Regions from separate parts of the Mus musculus genome. Here region 2 is linked to region 1. A link is a contact called in public ChIA-PET data. All regions are on one chromosome and are shown on one strand. Each heading gives the region's core, a stretch centred on a gene start, on an enhancer-like site or on the middle of the called end of the contact. The rest is flanking DNA. Distances are from core to core; before and after follow the strand shown. Region 1 overlaps Srbd1 (S1 RNA binding domain 1). Region 2 holds the start of Prkce (protein kinase C, epsilon).

Region 1 (6,972 bases), core at 4,061-6,560:
CTGCTCAATAGTCCCCAGATGGAGAGTTCATGCCAGTATAGATAGTCTTCAACATACAGTGGAGTGACTTAGTTTTGCACCTTCATGATAGTCAAGTCCACAAGCATTTAAACTCTACTTTGAATATTTTGAGGTTTTGTTTTGGTTTTTGTTTGTTTTTTGTTATTTTGAGACAGGGTTTCTCTGTGTAGCCCTGGCTGTCCTGGAACTCACTTTGTAGACCAGGCTGGCCTCGAACTCAGAAATCTGCCTGCCTCTGCCTCCCGAGTGCTGGGATTAAAGGTGTGTGCCACCACTGCCCTGTGAATATTTTTGAGTTTTATTTTTTGAATATTTTGAGTTTTTATTTTATTATGAGTTTGAGTTTTATGGGCAAGCAGGATGCTATACGACTCTTATACTGCTCCTGGTCAGCCATGTGATCATGAAGGAAATGATACCATACTGTACTCTCGGTGATTTTAGCTTGGTTTCTTCTCTTATTGCTGTGATAAATGATCCAACAAAAGCAACTTAAGGGAGAAAGAACTTACTTTGCTTTCAATTCCAGGTTATTGCCCATTATTGTAGGGAAATCAAAGCAGCAGAGACTTGAAGTAGAGAGCCTTGGATTAATGTATACATACTCCTCCTTAATACATGTATGAATGTATACATAATCCTCCTTCATGTTACCTGTATCAGTGCCATTGCTGGGCAGATTTTGTAAATAAGAACAGGTGATGAGATAAGATGGCACGGATGACACAGACAGCAGGATTGCACACTCATAAGGAAAAATAATTGTTGAAAGCTAGAACTGCTGTGCCCGCCTGCCCCTCCTCTTGCCCAGCTGTGCACTGACTCATCTGCATTGATTCCTAGAATCATGTGTTCTCTATGGAACCCTAGATCTTTGTCAAGAGAGAATAGTATTCAGAAGCCAGTCCCGTGTGCTGAGTGGGCTTATCCTGAGCCGCCTTGCTGCAGAGTCAGTGAGTGCAGTAGAGGTCAGATGCTTCCTGGTGGGCAATCTTGGATATCAGTGCTCAGGATGGAAGGTAAAAGATGAGCTGGGTGCCTTGGGCTAGAGAGTAAGAGGGACAAGTCAAAAGCTCTCACCACTTAGTTTGAAAGGGTTACTTCTGGCCAAGCCCGTGATAATTTGGGCATTAAAATATGTCACAGTGGTGGATTATAACCACTAAGCAAAAATAAGAAACCAAAGTCTATGGTGATAGGAGTAAATCAGTGCATACGTCGGAAGCTTATTGAGGAATGAGCATCTTAAAGGCTCCCTCCACAAAACACGCGCTAGTTACAAGGGAGGAAGTGCTGATGTCAGAAACCAGTGTCACTTCCTCAAGTGGTGATACTGTTCTCTCAGTAACAGGCTGCCCCGGAATCATTTGCCTCTCAGTGAGGTGCAGTAAGAAGAGCAGTGTCACTAGCTTGAGATCCCCACCAGTAGGCCCCAGGTTTAACTGTAAGGAAACATTTCCTGGGAGGCCAGACTTGAAGACATGACAAAGTAACTGGTAGGAAGCCTTTCAAAGTACTGAGACTTTGAAAATCTAGGAACACCTGGAGCATTGCTTCAGCCAGAGAGACTGCATCTGACAGCTACCCATCTTCTGGAGAGAATCCACAGAGGTTGTTGCCAGCACTGTTAATCAGGTCTGTGAGGGAGAAGACAGTGATAGATCAGCGTTAACTACTTGATCCTGATGGCTTTATTGTAGTTTATAGATTATTCTTTCTTGGAAATCCATACTAATGTTTTTGGGGTGAATTTACTGTCAAATGAGTCAAAAATAAAACAGTTTAGAGTTCCCTTTTCTTTTCCCTGCAATGTTTTTGTAAGTGTGAGCTAGCCTTGAGAAGAAATGTTGGACATAGAGACTGTATATATTATGTAAGTTTTTAATTTCAGGGATGTTGCCAAGAAGGTTCATAGTAGAATCCAGAAAATTAAGAAGGAGGGGAAAATGTCGGAGTGCTTGCTGCAAGCCTTGTTGAACTGTAAAACGTTCGAGGAACTAGAGCATGTGGTAAGGAACTGCATCTCTCAGTGGGATGCCTGAGTGCTTATGATTTGCGGTCTCTTTTTATCACTGAGGAAGACTAAGATGGAAAAAGCTAAGCCACTAGCCACTGTTAATTAATTCCCTGGTGATTTTATCTTTTAATCAATACATATTTCCTGGATGCCTTTTTGTGTGTGCTAGGAACTTGGGTTTGCACATATGGGCATTGTAGTCAATAGTCCTTGCCCCCTAGGAATTTCCAGTTAAGGAAGGAAGAAGAGTAGATTATTCAAGTGTGAAGTGCAGGGGAGATGGCAGAACTGGAGACCTACACATGAATGTCTTCAGCCTGTAACTAAAACAGTTGGCACTCTGGTTATTTGTTGGTTTGACGTCTTTGTACTCCACCAGCAATAGGTAGAAAACATGTCTGTATTGAGTAGGTGCATACTTTTAAAATTACCCTCCCCTAAATAATATAACCTAAGAAGCGTTCACATGCCACTTCCATTGTCTTTATTGTAAGTGATCTAGAGATGATTTGTTTATAGGAAGCAGTGCATGGGTTGTATGGAAGCACCAGTCTATTTTCTATAAGGGACTTGGTATTCACAGAAGCCAGCAGCCCCTTATGGATTCTTTGATAGGCTTATGTTAGAAGCTATGAGACTGGGAGAATTCACTTTAGGAGGGGATTATGGACTAGCAGGTCAGTATGACCACTGGGAAACAGCAACTTTTGAAATAAAAGTCAGAATCTGGAGTACATGTTGAAAAAAATCATCAGAGAACTCTGAGGAGACTCTGGAGCTGACATAAGTGGATCAGGAGGAAGGAGGTTGTGACTGAGGTGATGAATAGCAGTTGTAGCAGGGGGTTTGGGCAAGATCCGGACTGAAAATCATTATCATTAGGGAAGTGCTGTGGACCTTCAACATAATACTTCAGCAGGCTATGTGGGAAGAGAAGCCAGCAGGCCAGCAGGTGGAAGAGTTGAGGAGGGAGGGGGGGAGGAAGAGGGAGAGGGAGAAGGAAAGAGAAGAGGAGTAGGAAGAGCAAGAGGGAGAAGGAGAAGGAGAGAGAAGAAGAAGAAGAAGAAGAAGAAAAAGAAGAAGAAGAAGAAGAAGAAGAAGAAGAAGAAGAAGAAGAAGAAGAAGAAGAAGAAGAAGAAGAAGAAGAAGAGAAGTATTGTATGAAACAACTTTGACTTTAACGGGGGCTTGCTTGTTTGAGGACCTTGGAGTTGAGATGATGAGTTTTAGAGATGAGTAAATGCCAGTGGAGAATGAACTGAGCACATAGAAAATGGTGAAGATAAAGCCGTAACACAAAGCACCCCTGTAGTCTGATAGAGTTCATCTCTGAGGGGACAGGACAATCCAGAGAAAGATGCTTATGGTATTTTCAGTATGTCCTAGTCCTGTGTCCCTGTTTTGATTTTGACTTTGCAAAACAGACTCCTGTGATATATTCTCTGCCTTTTTTCCTAGTCTGCTCCATATAAAATGGGGAGCAAGGGCACGAAAGCCCAGAGAGCAAAACAGTTGGGGCTAGAAGGAGCAGCGTGGACCCTGCTGGAGAACCCGGGGCAGCTCAACCTGCTGTCTTACATCAAGCCTGATGTTAAAGGTACTGGCTTCCAGAAGAGGGCAGCCTGCTGCTGCTCTGCTTTTAGATGCACATGCCTCCACTCATTACCTACACTCAGCCTGTCTTCACCAGTGGTTGTACAAATGTCTGTCAACAGCAGATGAAGAACAGATGACTCGAACAAACAGGTCCTGGCCAATCTCCTGCTTCCGGTGACTTCCCCAATCTCTGCTGTTTCTCTTTCTTCATTTACACATGTCTCTTAAGACCTGTGTTCACAACATGTACTTCCCAGTTCCTACTTGGGCTTTCTTAATGCCATCTTCAGTAAATAGAAGGTCTCAGGGTGTTTTTATTAACTTATTAATCTTTTAAGATAATTGATGTTTTTACTTTTAAATGAAATCCCTCTATACCCCAAGGTTATAAAAATTCTTCTATTATCTTTCAAAGCTTTTATTTTATTTCTGCCTTTTAAAAACCCTATAACTTAGATTTTCTCTTCAAAAAGAATCTCAATACTTCTGGCATACACAAAGAACAAATTGGCTTCTGCTCTTAACACTTTTTCCTATGTAATAAGGGGGCTTTTTCTAAAATTTGCTCCCAAATGTATTCTGTCCTTTGTGTGAGAGAGAATGAGACAGGGCACAGGAGAAAGGTTTAAAAGATTATTATTCTCTGGAGCCTTACTCTTTAGCCTGGACTTGAACTTGCAGTTTTCTTGCCTCATCTTTAAGCTTATTTCTCAAAAAACCATTGATTCTTTTATGTTTTAGTAACTGTATATATTAATATAGACATTGTCTAGATATACAAGCATTATTTAATGAATTTTAATGAATTTAATGAAGTTTAATGAATTTTGTAGTCAGACAACATTGACCTGAAGTCAAATTAATATGACTGTCATTTCACACAGCTGCCTTTTCTTCTTTGGTGGTAAGAGCACCTGTGTTACTCTCTTAACAAATCCCAGTATGCTGTGTAACGGGCTGTAGTCCTCATCTGCACATTAGATGCCCTGGCTTTGTAGCCCATCCAGCTATAGGTCAGCTCCAACTTAAACCCGTGTTTCTCCATCCCTGTTGGATTTTTTTGACTTTCTGTTGATTCTGCAAACTGGGAGATGTACTTATCAACAGCGGTCAGTCTGTGATAACAAAATCCATGCTGTGTATTTAACTATGGAGAAATATGGTGCACTAGACATATTCTAGCCAGTTGAATTTGTGTTTTTAAAAAATGAGTATTCATATCTGTAAACTGCAAACTATCTGTTCACAGACATACATTTTAATATGTTTGGGAAAGGACAGTAATGTAAAGAGTTATTTGAAGTTAGAGATGGATTGAAATGAATACAATCCATATTTGCTTAGTTTTTAATACTTATTTATAGTTATATGTTCAGTGATTTAGAGCATTTAAGTTTTTATTTTGATTGTTATACTATGGTCTATTCAGTTGCAGCCTTACAAAGTTCATTTATCTTCTTTCTTGGCAGTGTTCTGGGGACTGGACCCAGAGTCCTTCCTGTGCATGCATTTCCTTCAGCAGATCTGTATTGCTTTTGCAGAAAGCATTTCATATTTTAATGACAGATGAGCCTTAGTAGCCTTGAGATTCACTGCTGGGGCTGGGGACTGTGTGTGTCTGCTGTGGAGACTAGCTGCAGGGAGGTGTGCTGCCTGTTGTTCCTTATGGCTGAGTCTTTGGCTTCCATTTCCTGTCTTCTTTGGTACAGTGGTCTCCTTGGTTCCTAGGTATACTACATTCCTCCTACACAGGTCTCGATGCTTGTATCTCCTAAAAAGGTCTTTCCTCTGACAAGCTCATCCAGATACCCTGTGATTATATCTACCCCATGTCCCCTCACTCCTCTGACAGGCTTATCCATATATCCTGTGATTATATCTACCCCATGTCCCCTCACTCCTCTGGGAACCCTCAACATGGCTCTCCTAAAACCCACTGTCTTAGTCAGGGTTTCTATTCCTGCACAAACATTATGACCAAGAAGCAAGTTGGGGAGGAAAGGGTTTATTCAGCTTACACTTCCATGCTGCTGTTCATCACCAAAGGAAGTCAGGACTGGAACTCAAGCAGGTCAGGAAGCAGGAGCCATGGAGGGATGTTCCTTACTAGCTTTCCTCCTCTGGCTTGCTCAGCCTGCTCTCTTATAGAATCCAAGACAGCCAGCCCAGAGATGGTCCCACCCACAAGGGGCCTTTTCCCCTTGATCACTAATTGAGAAAATGCCTTACAGTTGTATCTCATGGAGGAATTTCCTCAACTGAAGCTCCTTTCTCTGTGGTAACTACAGCTGTGTCAAGTTGACACAAAACTAGCCAGTACACCCACCATCATTCCTCATGTCTCCTTTGGGTGTTGTTTTTTGTTATTATTTTTGTTTTGTGTGTGTGTGTCTCACTGTGTCCATTACTGCTGCCTGCTGGAATACTGACTGGCCTTCTTGTCTTGAGCTTGTGTGGGTAACTACAGTTGCAGGGAATTCATGAGTGCAGTGGCCATGACTTGTCCCCCACACAGCATTTCACAGAACTCCTCTTTGACTTCTCTCTCTCTCATGCTCTTTCCACACCTTTCTCTGTTCTCTGAAGTCTGTGGATAGATAATGCAGGGCCTACTCACTCTCAGCACTTGTATTAGCTATGCGTCTCTACGAGCTTTAGCCCACTGCAAAAGATACTTCTCTAGAGGGCCATGGTTGAAAGCAGCACTGGTCTACGGTGTAAACATAAATCCTGACCATCCCCCTTCTGATGGTCACATGTGGTGACACAGGATACATGGTGGTTGACAGCAGGCTTTGACACTTCAGGTCATGTGACTAACACAGACCCAGCAGGTTTTTATGGTTCCTACAGACACAGCAGGACTTAGTCTGGACTTCACTCACTTGTTGATTCTCATCACAAATACAGAGAATTATGGTGAATTCCAGTTAACTGTGTACTGTGTGTCAGGACTTTTCTGAACAAAAGCAACTTCTAGGAGAAAGAGTTTATTTTAGCATACAGTTCCAGAGGCGTGGGAGTCCATCCTGACAGAGAGGTGTGGCAGGAGCAGGCATGGCCTCAGCAGCAGCCAGCCCTAAGTGTGAAGCACAGAGCAGACTGACTGTAGGGTGAGGCTTTGAACTCCCAGCACTTGTCCCAGTGGGTGGCCTTTCAGCAAGGCACTCACTGGGCACCAAGCATTCAAATGCCTGAGCCTATGGGGGGCATTTCTCTTCTGACTACCACATGCTGCTTTTAAAACTTTGAGATGTTTCTTCTTTCTCATTTCCCTTCACTTTTTGTGCTTTACACATACACGTGATCACTTTGAATTCTATTACTGTGGGAGTTTT
Region 2 (6,489 bases), core at 2,364-4,863, 43 kb before region 1:
ACAGTCAGCTTGGTAGAATTTGACCACATAAGGGGAACTTGGCGGACAGATGAGTTCAGAGATGGCTGAAGTACTCCACAGTAAAGACGGGGTAGCTACTTTGTACCCTCCACATCCCTGCACTTCAGGCTGTGCTACAGAGCCACACCTATGGAATGGTACACCTCTTCATTTCTCCAAAGAAGAGAGCACAAGGGTTTGAGCCCAGGAAATTCTACCCATAACTATGATGCTGTGTGTGTACTTGGGTGACAGGCATGGGGGGAAGGTGGTCCTTTTGTGACTTGTCTCCATTTCTAGCTGTGTGGCTGGGGTCCCCATACTCATTTCTGAGATCAGTCACAGCATCCCCCAGTCAGAACCAGCTCCACCATTTGAGTCATGCTTTGAGCTTCTCTCAGTCTTGTTTTTAATCTGTCCAATGCCTGTCATATCCAATTCACACTTGCTATAAGGCAGAAGAGATAATGATTTTGAAAGCACTTTACGTTATCACACACAATAAAAATGTCAGGGCCACAGCATATGAATCTGCAGGGCTAATAAATAGCCTGGGAGACCAGACAGACTGTTCCCCACTGGGCAAACAGTGAGCCATGGGAGGTGAGGGCTCAACCTCCAACCCACCTGTGCTTGCCATGCGACCTTGGGGACCCACTTAGCTTCTCTGGAACTCAATGTCCTTGTCTGGAAATGTTGCTTGTGCACTAGAAGATCTGGTCTACAGCCAAATCCAGTATAAATGGAAGAACCTTGGAGAACAGATATTAAGCAAGAAGCTCTGACTGAACACTTCCTTAGAAGAGCTGAGGAGAGAGAGTAGCGTCCTGTTCTGCTCTGGCTTTGGAGGAGCCCCCAGTTCAGTGTTGCCAGAGAAACTCAGATACATCCTTCCAGCCGGCGCATGGATGTGGAAGACTTGAACCTTCTGCTCATCTTTTCTGCCTTCTGCCCACTGCTTATGCCCTCTGAGACCCTCCTGCAACAGGCCCCACCTTCCTGATACTCTAGTCAAAAATCCTCTTCCCCTTTTATACAAAACCACAGATGTTTAGCACTGAAGTCTGTTTGTGAAGCTGGTTAGCCCCCCATGCCCCTTTGGGCATCACGGCGAACAGCAGTGAAAGGAGAGTGGGTGAAGGGGTGGGGGTGAGACTGAGGTCGGGATCCTAAAGTTTGCCTGCTGTCTACTTTAATGGAAGCCACAGACCTCCCAGCGTTGAGCTGTGGTTTACAAGGGTTGCCCTGAAAGCCTCTTTAGTAACCATGGTTTCCAGAAGGCTCTCCCACATCCAGGAGCATAAAAAGAGCAGGTCCCCTCCCCCCATCTCCCCCTAAAAGCTCCATGTCCTTGAAAATATATATTTAAAAATGTGAAGTAGAGTGACATGCCAAGGGCATGTGCACCCTCTGACCCTCCGATATTCATGAAGTTATCTGCTGTCAGCAGAGTGATTCTCCCACAGCTCTTCATAAGGCAGCACAGACAGCCCTCTGTGAAGACCAAAGAATCGGGGGAAAACATATCCATCCGTAGCAACACTTGCTCCAGATAGAAACATGTAACAAACCTGAAGATAGAGATACCCACTTCCTAACTGAATGCTGCTCCTACAAGAAGAGAGAAGCAAGCGGGGAGGGGGTTGTTTTTTCTGACTGCCCACGTGCCAAGGTTGGATGCATTTGGTTTAAGGTATATTGGCGAGGCCTACTTCAAAATCCCTCCTATGTGACAGTGGAATCAGCTAACAGTTAGCTCAATTTCAGAAATAGTGTTTGATCCTACAATATCTTGACAATCAAAGTCTGCAAGCATAAAATCTTAAGATTCAAAGTCCTGACTTCCTATCACCACAAGCCCTTTTGAGAATACGGCATTCTAAACAGATGGGCAAAGCAAGCTGGTGTTATGTTTGTAGGACCTATAGAGGGGACACTGGGGGTGAGGACCTTTCTGGTATGTCATCAAATGAGCTAAACAGTTGTTTAGGAAGAGGGGGCTTCCTACCAGAAAGACGGCTTTATAAAACTACTCACTAGGCTACCCAGGATAAAGCCAGGAGGCACAAAAACCCTCCAGTCTGAGCTCCACGTGTCTCTCCAAGGACAGAGAGACCCACCCACACACAGTCGCTCAGCCAAGTCCACCAGGGACTTGCAGATTCCTTCCACCAACCTATGCACCTGCATTCCGGGTTCTCTCCCAACTTGCAAGCCACCTGTACTGCCCACTGTTGGGAGGGCACGGGGGGGGGGGCAAGGGATAGTGCCCATCTGTCAAATCTCGTCTTTCATACCCTACTGTATATGTCTCTTCAGCTAGGAAATAAAACGTGCCTCTTCAAGAAAACTGAGCCGCACATGCACACACAGACAGCCCAGAGCCCCAGGACCAATGCTCAGGCAGCAAGTCTTTCCCTGGGACCCGGGACTCCCGGACGTGGAGGACCGACTCACCCAGTCCTCGAAGTGACGGCTCCCATTCTGCAGCAGCTCCTCGAACTGGATGGTGCAGTTGGCCACGAAGTCGTCGTAGCCGATAGGAGCGTCGTGAAAGACAGCCAGCTCGATCTTGCGCCCATTGCACACATCGGTGACGAACTCATCGTGCCAGGCCGGGCTGTTGGTCTTTTGCTTGGTGGCTGTTTGGCCGATGCGCGAGTCGTCCACGTTAAGGGCAATGTAGGGGTCCAAAAGGAACGTCTGTGGCCGGGGTCCCACCGCATGGCGCAGCGACCAGGCTGTGGGCTTCAAGCTCACCGCCTCGCAGATTTTGATCTTAAGAAGGCCATTGAACACTACCATGGTCGGGGCGGGGGTCACTCCGTCCGCCCCGAGGGCAGGATTGAAGAGCAGGAGCAGGCGCGCCGGGAGCCTGGGGGACTCCTGGGTCCCCTCTTGCCCCACCCCACTCACTCGCTACACCTTGTGGCGCTGCCTCCTGGCGCCGCCGATTCTCAGCGAGTGCATGTATTTCCTCGCCGGATTCCTAACGGAAAACAGGGAGGGGGGAGAGCTGGAGACGTCCGTTTTTTTGGAGCAAGTCTCTCCCCCCCACCACCGGCGACACCTCCACGGCAGGAGACGAGCTGTCGCCTCCGCTGCAAGCCGCGGGGGCTGCCTCGCCGCCTCGCTGGTTCTTCGGGTCCGTGTGCGGAGAAGCAGGCGCCGCGCCCGGCGCTCACCTACCTTTCCGAAACATAATCCCCGGGCAATTTCGACTCCCGGAGGGGGAGGGGGCGGCGGGACGGGGCGGGGACGAGAACCGGGGGCACAGATTTCAACCCGGATCCTCTTCGCCCACCCAGCGCCTGCCTCGGACGGCGCGGGGCGGAGGGTGGACTGAGGGATGTGCAGTCTATCCGGAGGGATGCATGTCGAGAGGAAATGGTCCTCCCCGGAGCCAAATTTTTAAAAAATCCACAAGCCGCACGATCAGCCCCGCCGTCACCTCCCGGGTTAAGCAGAGTCGCGCCGTAGCCGGCGATCGCGAGGCGCCCGGTGCCTGGGATCTCACATCCGCGCGGGCTTGGGAGGTAGAGGTGGCCGCCACTTGGGTTCGGGGCGCAGGCCGGCACCCGGCGGTGCGCAGCGCGGCGGCCGGGCAGGGACTGCGACTCCGCGCGGCCCCTCCTCCCGCCCGCCGGCGCCCGCCCGCCCGCCGCGCTCCCCGCGTCCGCGCTCTCGGCTGCCGCCGGCTCGCCGCCCGCCAGAGCGCTCAGCCCGCGATCTGCTTCCCTCGATCGCTGTGCGAGCGATTCTCCCTCCCTCTAATGCAGGAAATGCGCAAAAGACGTCAGTGTGTGTGAGTGTGTGTGTGTGTGTGTGTGTGTGTGTGTGTGTGTGTGTGTGCACGCGCGCGCGCGCGCGCCACTGTTTGGGGAAATAGAAAGTTTTGCCGGTTGGGGGAGCAATACGGGAAAAGTGAGCCGAGCAGAAAAGAGCAGGAGCGGGCCGGCCGGGTCCGTTTGCCGTGGCGCGCGGGGGAGCTGAGGAAGGACTCCGCGCGGAACCCAGGAGTGTGGCGTCGCGGAGGTGCGGGAGCGACTGTCGCAGGCCGAGTCTGTGCTCCTCGGATCTGCACCAGGAGAGCGGGGTCTGGACCCGGAGAGCAGCGGGCCGCGCTTTTCTCTCGCACCCTGCGGCCAACACTATCACTTAAAACTGGGCCTGGTGGAATGGAGGGGGTCGCAATGTCCAAGAAGACTAATCACCTTCCCCCACTCTGCCTGGACTGCGGCGGTCACCAGTCGCCCGCGGAGAGCTGGCCTATTTGTCACTCTGCCCTGGGATTCTCTACTGTGCCGCGATGGGGGAGGGGACACCCGGACTGCTGAGCCCTTCGGCTGGGTGTGAGTTTTGAAACCCTCTTTTTTTCCCCCTTGAGGAGACTCTCCCCTCTGGGGATTTGTTCTGGGCCTGATTGGGTTGCGAGAACTTGTGGAAGACTAGTAGAACCTGGGCCCGGCCTGGTTCGAATGTCTGTTTATTTCTCAAAGTGACTCCTCCTACTTATGCGGGACCTTGTGTGTGCCCCTTAAGAGGACAAGGCTTGATCCGCGCCCTGACAACCGGCGTTCGGGCTGCGGGAAAGCCCGATGCGTCCTCCTGGGGTCCAGTGGCTGTATCCATACTAATTTCCTCGGTAACCTTTAAACTCTCTGGAAGCAGCCGCGACGGCGGCTGGTCACGTGAGGCGAGCCCTGGGCTGCTGGGGAAGAATTTCCTGGGCCAGGGACCAGGACCGGGAAGGCGGGCGGCAGGGAATGGCTCTGTGCCGAGGGGGACTGGGAACCTGGGAGCGCCGGGCGGGGCGCGCCAGGCCCCGGGCGCCGCGCAGCGGGAACTTCCAGCCTGCGCCCGGGAAGGGGTTCGTCCCGCAGCTCTCCGCCGTGTGAGTGGAAAAAGAAAACCTCCGCCCTCACCCGAGTGCCAAGGCAAGTCCGGCTGTTCGTTCGGATGGTGAAAAGCTAAGTGTTTATCTGGCGACTCTGATAAGTGTGGATCAAAATGTACAAACCGCATTCCATTCACTTTTTCCTCTGTGGAAAAGGGTTATCATTTCTTGTAGTTTAAAGATGAGAAGGCAGTCTCCAGGAATGACATACCAAGTACAGTACACACACACACACACACACACACACACACACACACACACACAGAGTTCAGGGGTTTGAGTTCAGGCAGATCTCCTCCTAAAGTTTAAGTGTGCAGTCACGCCCCCTCCCCGTAGCTCACTTACTTTCCTGACAGCCAGTCCTGTTGCGTGGGATAAAAATGCACCTTTGCTATACAGATGCTGATAAAAATGCACCTTTGGCAATGATTATGGCCTTAAGATCATTGGCGCCTAAAAAATAATTTTAAAACTTCCTATAAGGACATGCAGCAAAACGTAATGACAATGAGACTTTCTCTCCAGGCTATGTGTTTAAGAAGCAGGCCCAGTGCTAAAAGAACAAAACAAAACAAAACAAAAAACCGGTAGGGATACACTCTAGGTTAAAGAATGCCCCCCCCCAAATCATTAAACAAAATGGTATTTAAAATATTTTTGAATAAAAGGTAATATTTTTAAAATAAAAGGTATTATTAATTTTCAGGATGAATAGAACATGCTAGTTTTAGGTCTTTTTAAATAGTTCACTAAGTACAGTTCTCTTTACTCAGGTTCTTGGCATCCATCAAGATTTTCACATAAACGGAAGGCTTCATTTGCCCTACTCTGCCCCGGCCCTGCTGGGCAGTCCAGCCAGGCAGGGATTTCTTGAAGTTAGAGATCCGAACTTAACTAGTTGGTGTTTCTTGATATGTCTCCAATTTTGTCTGATGGGCCCTATCTTACGTGCAAATAGAGTTGGAATCGGAAAATCATAGACATGATCCCTTCTTTTTTGGCATACTAAACAAGAAATAAATTTAAAATTAAACACTGAATTTGAACTTTAGAGTTTGTTTATCCCCCCCCCCTCCACTCCTCCCACACCCTGCTTCTACCAGCAAACAAAATGCCAGTAGCTTGCATTGGATGAATGTTTATATTAAAAGGGAGAAGTTGGGTATTCTCTGTGCAAACAGTGTGCTCATTACATCTTTGTTTCTAAATAAATCTCTCACCTTCCCACTCTCTAACCTAGCCACATAAAAACTCCCCAGGGACACCATGGATATGTGAGACACTAGCTTGTCAAAATCTCTCTCTCTCTCTCTCTCTTTCTCTCTCTCTCTCTCCCTCTCCCTCTCTCTCTCTCTCTCTCTCTCTCTCTCTCTCTCTCTCTCTCTCACACACACACACACACACACACACACCCTGATTTCAAGACAGGGTCCCACTAAGTAGTTCTGGCTGTCCTGGAACTCACTATGTAGACCACCCTGGCCTTGAACTCACAGAGATCTTCTTGCCTCTACCTCCCAAGTGCTGGGATTCAAAGGCATGAGTATCTATGCTTGATATAAGGGAGCACTCTTAAATTTACCTGGAGGAGA

The links. ChIA-PET counts read pairs in DNA pulled down with a chosen protein or histone mark.
Region 2: an RNA polymerase II ChIA-PET map of memory CD8 T cells shows a contact between it and region 1, with 139 read pairs. The contact joins the promoter of Prkce here to the enhancer-like site in region 1. A contact is called at or near these places in 7 of 115 datasets of contacts at active chromatin or transcription factors (the SCID.adh cell line, effector CD8 T cells, embryonic fibroblasts and 2 more).

What each region holds. Positions count from the first base shown.
Region 1 is chr17:86,122,774-86,129,745 of GRCm38.p6, reverse strand. Srbd1 (S1 RNA binding domain 1) reads left to right here. Exons shown (of 21, transcript NM_030133.3): 6 at 1,913-2,030; 7 at 3,497-3,635. Among named protein-coding and RNA genes, the nearest start is that of Srbd1, 19 kb to the left of the region's middle. Within about 2 kb of position 5,310, at least 1 of the 459 cell types and tissues checked has an H3K27ac peak or open chromatin away from gene starts, as enhancers often do. A contact at or near this core is called in memory CD8 T cells, where this site is marked.
Region 2 is chr17:86,164,909-86,171,397 of GRCm38.p6, reverse strand. Prkce (protein kinase C, epsilon) reads right to left here and starts at 3,613. Exons shown (of 15, transcript NM_011104.3): 1 at 2,458-3,613. The coding sequence starts at 2,805. It overlaps Gm5817 (predicted gene 5817), which reads left to right and starts at 3,913. Exons shown (of 2, transcript NR_165800.1): 1 at 3,913-4,937; 2 at 5,671-5,931.